Regions from separate parts of the Mus musculus genome. Here region 1 is linked to region 2. Evidence: chromatin contacts called from public promoter capture Hi-C data. All regions are on one chromosome and are shown on one strand. The core of a region is the stretch at or near the end of the contact, and the rest is flanking DNA. Distances in the headings are between cores, read along the strand shown.

The links. Promoter capture Hi-C pulls out the DNA fragments that hold promoters and counts their contacts.
Region 1: a promoter capture Hi-C map of pre-B cells shows a contact between it and region 2, with 2.5 times the contacts expected there. The contact joins the promoter of 4930562F07Rik here to the promoter of Cryzl2 in region 2. A contact is called at or near these places in 2 of 39 promoter capture datasets (cranial neural crest and pre-B cells).

The regions. Positions count from the first base shown.
Region 1 is chr1:160,076,084-160,079,246 of GRCm38.p6, reverse strand. It overlaps 4930562F07Rik (RIKEN cDNA 4930562F07 gene), which reads left to right and starts at 1,262. Exons shown (of 3, transcript NR_038031.1): 1 at 1,262-1,318; 2 at 1,757-1,864. 4930523C07Rik (RIKEN cDNA 4930523C07 gene) reads right to left here. Exons shown (of 3, transcript NM_001162896.1): 3 at 660-3,163.
Region 2 is chr1:157,457,284-157,460,365 of GRCm38.p6, reverse strand. It overlaps Cryzl2 (crystallin zeta like 2), which reads right to left and starts at 1,798. Exons shown (of 10, transcript NM_001033284.2): 1 at 1,721-1,798; 2 at 1,514-1,622. The coding sequence starts at 1,770.

The DNA of each region.
Region 1 (3,163 bases), core at 13-2,512, 2.6 Mb before region 2:
TGCTAGCCTCTGCCATTCAGGGTGGTGTTCCTAGCCATAGGGTGGCTATTGAGTGCTTGAAATATGGCTGGCATAATTGAGCTCTGGACTTTTAATCTAATTTAATTTTAATGAACAGAGCCACATGTGGCTAATAGTACCAGATTGGGCAGTGCCAGTCGGGAACATTTCACCATCTTGTTTCTGTTGGCCCGCACTCTAGGTAAGCATTGTTGGGAAAGGAATCAAGAGCATCCAAGTCATTTCATTTTCTAACTAGGGCAAAGTTGTGGTTGACTTAGAAAAAGGATAAATGTGCTTATATAAATACATGCACATAGACACAGGTATCTGTGTCCCTTGGTCCTTTGTTTCTTAGCACCAGATTAACCCAAAGGTTATTTCTTCCTTTTCCTATGAAAGACATGGACTTCAGTGGAGAAATGTTTTCTAAGTGTCGCCAGGGAACATCAGTATGTTTTCTGCAGCCGTTGTTGCTCAGTTCAGCTTCCAAAGTCGCCTGCTTTGCGTAGAAGGGAGAGATGCCACATTTCTGGTCCTCAGACCTGAGATTCTAGGAGGCCAGGGACCAGGCAGGAAGAGCCTCTGCTTCTGTCAATTCTGTGTGAGAATAATATCTCAGCGGTAAGCCAGTGACTCAATCCAACGTGCGAGGAGGATTTCATTTTCAAAACATTTATTTAAATAAACTTTTATATGTATTTGAATTTTACAGAAAACAAAACACTGACAAATACTGTACAGCTTCGATCATTCATATGAGCGATTCATTTCTTGAAAAAGTGACTGGCTTTTCTTTACATCTTCCTGTTCTTTTTCCTCTTCCCAAGAAATCAAAAAAAGTCTATTGGACACTGGATAAAGACCCCTCTGACTGTTTCTGAGTGTGACTAAGGCAGGCCAGAAGTCCAGTGTGGGTGGGGACAACCCCAATGCCCAAGTCCATGCCAGTTGAGAAGGTCTCTTCTTTATGCATCTTCTTTTCAAATTTTCGAAAAAGATTTATTTTATGTGTATGAGTGGTTTGCCTGCATGTATACATGTGTACCACATGCATGTCTGGTACTTGGGTCTTCTACAGAAGCAACAAGTGCTCTTAACTGCTGAGCCATTCCTCCAGCCCCCTGGGGCCTCTTAGGTTCTTCATGAACTTACTGTCCCCAGATGGATCAGGTAGGCACAAGTCCCAAGCACCTTACCCTAGGACTGTATCCGTGGCAACTCTGGAATAGACCAAGGGAAACAGTGTCTGTAGAGTCATAAAGGAATGAATTGGCATGATGCAAGGAGAAGCAGTAATATGAGAAGAATTGTCAGGGTGAGGCAGGGCGACAGGGCACCAAGCAATACTTTGGGCTTCTGCTCTCTGGTGTCTATGGGAGGGCCTATCACTTCATGGGCCCTGTATCATCCTAAGTGCTCTATCAAGGCTGTCGGAGAGTCTGCGACAGGAAGAGGTGATCCAGTCACGGTTGGGATTCCAGGATATAGAAGCAACTGGGAACTGCCTTTCTGGATGGTTTATGTCAGGAACTGGCTCAAGTCTATTTGGTTAGAAAGCAGTAGGTACACTTGTGTCCAGAGTCAGGGGCTTTGTTATGGCAATCAGGGACAACTGACTGCTGTCTTAATTCAAACTGGCAGCCAGTTGTCACGGAAACCGTGTAATTTGTATGGTCCCTGATTCCGGCGATCCATCCTTGCAGACTGTTATCTGACATCCCATTTCTGCTGTGTCTTCACCTCTACCCCCAAGTCTTCTGTCTTAGGGCAACTGAGAGAAGTGGGAAGAGCATCTGGTGGGTACCAATTGGCAGAGAAGGGGAGAAGACTGGTCATTCTGTGACATGCGGAGGACAGCCAGGTAATCCACAACCAGCTCCCTATGTGACAAGGGGGCAGAGAATCAGGAAGTGTTGCTTTGGTCAAAGAGGCCTGAGGGTGGAAGGCTTGAGTGCCTAGTGGCATTGAGGTGATGTAGGATGAGCGGGTGAAATGTGACTGTCTGCTAGAAGGCCCAGGTAGCCACCATTAGGTAGCTACCCTCCAAGGGCCTGGAGCACATCGGGAGTAGACATGAGTACCAGGTGGCCCAGCTGAGCAAGTAGAGTACAACTTTACATTCATACAGTCTCATCAATTTTGGGAATTTTTTTCTTGCTGCTGTAATGTCATAATTTGGCTATGTCATTAATTAGACAGTGATTTTTCTACTGTCTATAATGGTCTCCATGGGGACAATATTTATAGAGCTCCCCAGTAGATGTGCAAATGAGCCGTTGGAGTATAATCGCTTCCAAGCTGGGAATTCTCTGCCTTTGTAACATGGCCACAATACAATCAAAATGCCAAGCAATTTGTTTTCTTTGACTGGGGAGGAAAGGCTCTCTTCCACTCAGAAAGTGGCATGGCTTCAGGTACCACAGGGCACATATGTCAATCAACCCTGGTCTCAATGCCTTGCCTCACCTTCTGTAGCAGTTAATGGCGTGTCTTAAAAGAGTAGGTCACTCAGGTTGAATTGTGAGGTATTACAAGTTATCCTTAGCATCATTGCATATCCATCCACAGTTATGAGTACCTACTGTGTACAAGACATTTGCCTGAGCATCAACATAAATAGCAACAGATACCTTTATAGTTTTATCTTTCATTTAAACTATGGCTTCTACCTCCCACTGGCAATACATTATGCACTGCTACCAACACAGGATTGCTTCTGGTATGTGTTGTGTTGTGTATGCGTGTGCATGTGCAAGTGTATGTGTGCATGTGTGATGGTTATGAGACTGGACTTGGGATGATCTTACTTGGTTTCTTTCTGGAAGCCCTTGGTCACACGGATTATAGCTAGCTCATGCGAGGCATCTCTCCTTACGCTTTCTATCTCTATATTACATCTCGTGGGTACACACCTGCAATCCAGTGAAGTGAATATGTGGGTTTCCATAGCTTTCTCATAGTCACTGCCAAGAGCTGTTCATCACTGCTTAGAAAAGGGCACCTTGCTGAGTAGTTATGGGGTAATGTCCCCGAGAGGTCTTGGGCCACATTAGACATCTGTTAGAGGTAATGAGGACCTTGTCGTGAATTGCAAGCAAAGAGCTTTGAGTGTATCTGGAGCCATACTTTAAACTTTCAGGTATAGGCAAAAGGTCAGAAG
Region 2 (3,082 bases), core at 549-3,048:
TAGACCTTTTGAGGAGCCAGTGAGTTTCAAAAGGTGGTGGGTCCAGGACCATCATCACTGGCATCATCTGCGATTTGGTTAGAAATTCAAACTTCACCTTGTGTTGGGGTGAAGTTTGCCCTTAACGACAGCACTGAGAAGACAGAGATGGGCAGATTTCTATGAGTTCCAGGCCAGCTAGGGATACATAATGAGACTCTTGTCTTAAAAAAAAAAAAAAAAAAAAGAAGTTCCAACTTTGAGGCCACACCCCATACTGACTCATACATGGGAAGATAGGAGAGGCTCAGCAACCTGTCTGAACAGGCCCAGAGAACTCTGGTGCTCATCAGAGAATGCAGCCCACAAGGGTGGGGATCCCAAAAGGTGCCAGCTGGAATCCCAGATCAATGTGCTCTACGTGTTTACGTTTACTGGAGAGGTGGCGGGTTGGTTAGAAGCCATTCTTTATCTATCAAAATCATTCATTTCTCAGTTCTTTAAGTATGTGCCACATGCCAGGGCCCGTTGCAAACTCCAGGGATTTAAAGGCAAAGAAAAATAACATAAAAACACTCTCAGAAGCTAGCTCCTTACAATGCAAACAGCAAAACTGGGGAGCCCATGCCTCCGCATCCAAAAACTGGAGTACTTATTGACTGGTGGATAGCATGTCCACTGTCCTCAAGACACTCCACCTTGGTTTAAAAACAACTTAGCCAAGAGTAGGGAGGCATTTCTGCACTCCGGAGACTGACACAAGAAGACTGTAAGTTCAGTTCCAGCCTGGATGACATGGTGTTATCCCAGAAATGAATGACTCAAGATGAGGGAAGTTGAATGGCTGTGATCACCCTCTCTTCCAATAATCTGTTTTAACCACAGGCCCCATTTGGGTGACCTTTACAACTGTAGCTGCATCTCTGCCTCTCATGAGCGACCCCTAACATGAAGATACTCTTGCGTACTCCACCCTGTTTCAAATTGTCATTCTCTACTACATATGTGTCACACGCTGTCACCAAAGTGGTCAACAGGCAAGGCCAAGGTGACTTCCACATTTCCTGGCAGGAAAAGGATCTCATCCCAAATTACAGCAGGACATAAGAGGAGCCCAGGCTTGTATTCTTCATGAGATAGATTGGGATGGGGGCAATGGTTCGGGGACCCGTACATAATTTGATACTGACCCTGAAGAGGGGCTAAGCAAAGGATAAGGGTCCTTTTGTCTGTATTGTTATGTAAAGTCCTGTGTAAATCAGACACAGTTTCTAAGGCAACGGCTCTGGAGCTCTCTGAGAGGCCTATGCTTGAGATTTGAGGGAGGGCTTCCTTGACATTTCTAGCCTTTCCGTGAACCTTGAAAGGGCTTGACCTTCCAACCTAAAGTGGGTGCGCTCCAGCCTCTGGTCGCCCCCTACGCTTGGGAACTAGGATTTTGACCGAAGCAGGAAGCCCACGAGTGCTGGGCCGAGAAAGTCAGAGGCTCTGAACTATACAAGGAGGCATCCCGGGGTCAAGCTTGTCACCCTACCTCCTGTGGCCCGACGGGGCGGGGAGCCACCTCTTGAATGGTCAGGGGCTGCTTCAACTCGGTGCAGAGTGCAGCTCGGTAGTGCCGGCCTTGGCCCTGCCAGGCTTGCCTGCAACAAAGAAAAGGGAGCTGGTTTTCTCAGCAGTACCCCTGGGGTCTGTAAGGGGGCCGGGGGGGGGGCGGGGGGGGGGGGAGTTGGGCTTGCACCTGCAGAGCCACACCGGAGGGAGGCAACGCGTACACAGCCTTGCTGCCATGGCCAGCTGAAGTCGCGAGGGGCGTGGCCAGCATGTGGCAGGAAGAGCTCTGGGGAGAGCGGAAAGGCGTCCCAGGACGTGCCTGCTCTGGCCGGGTGACCTGACCGGCAGGCGGAGCTCTTGTCTGTCTGTGCAGGGGACTGTCAGCCCCACACCACTTCTAGGGTTAGACCAAACAGTGTGTGCAACCCTTGATCTCTTCGCTGGTTCTGGAAAACAAAAAGGAAGCATGAGGGAAATGATTCGATCACCCCAGATTAAGAGTCTTTGAGACAGGGTCTCATTAGGTAGCTCTCACAGTGTTGACCAGGCTGGCCTAGAACATGTCATCTTCCTGCCTCTTGTTTCCTGAGTGCTGGAACTACAGGGTGTGCCTGGAAGACTATTAAATCTGTGTTTGGTAACATTTCAGTAGTAGTTCTGGGGTTCTTTCTAAGAAAGAAGTCCAAAATGCACAGGTGAATCCTTTGATGTCTACATTTGAACTGCTAGAGTTCTTGCCACTAATTTTCTCACACAGGACTAATTATGATAAAAAAAACTAAACTGTTACCAATAGTCTGGTGTTAACTGATCCTGAACAAATCCAAAGAGAATATCCAATTAAAGACAAGCCAGCTGGGCACACGCCTGTAATCCCAGGGCCCAGGAGACAGAGACAAGAAAACTGAACATTCGAATCAGCCAGAGCTACATTGTAAGACCTGTCTCCGATAAAAATAAAAATAAATTAACATGATGACACATGCCTTTAATCCCATCACTCAGAAGGCAAAGATAGGTAAATCTTGGTAAATTTGAGGCCAACTTAGTCTACATAGCCAGTTCCTGGCCAGCCAGGACTACATAGAGAAACCCTGTCTTAAAATATTAGTTAGTAAAAAAATAAATAAAAAGTCAGCCCAAAACTTAATGACTCTCATGCTCCAAAGGTTTACCCCTTGGTAAATGTGATTCAGTGATGACATAAGCCTTAGGGGCACAGGTATGCCCTAGAAGAACCAAAAATAATACTACTGTCTATATGAAATAGTATATAAAATTGCTTTGGCATTGGCAAGATAACTGAGTGGGTAAGGGTGCTTGCTATCAAGGTTGATAAGCTAAATTCAACCCCCAGACGTCACATGGTAGAAAGAGAGACCCTACTCCCAAAAATTGTCCTTTAACCTCCAAATGCTGACCTTACACATGAACCATGTACATGTATGTACACACACACACACACACACACACGTTAGTATTAGATGTAGATCTATCTGACCTATTTAAAACAGCAAGTGACTATACGCCAGCAATGTATGTGAGGTAC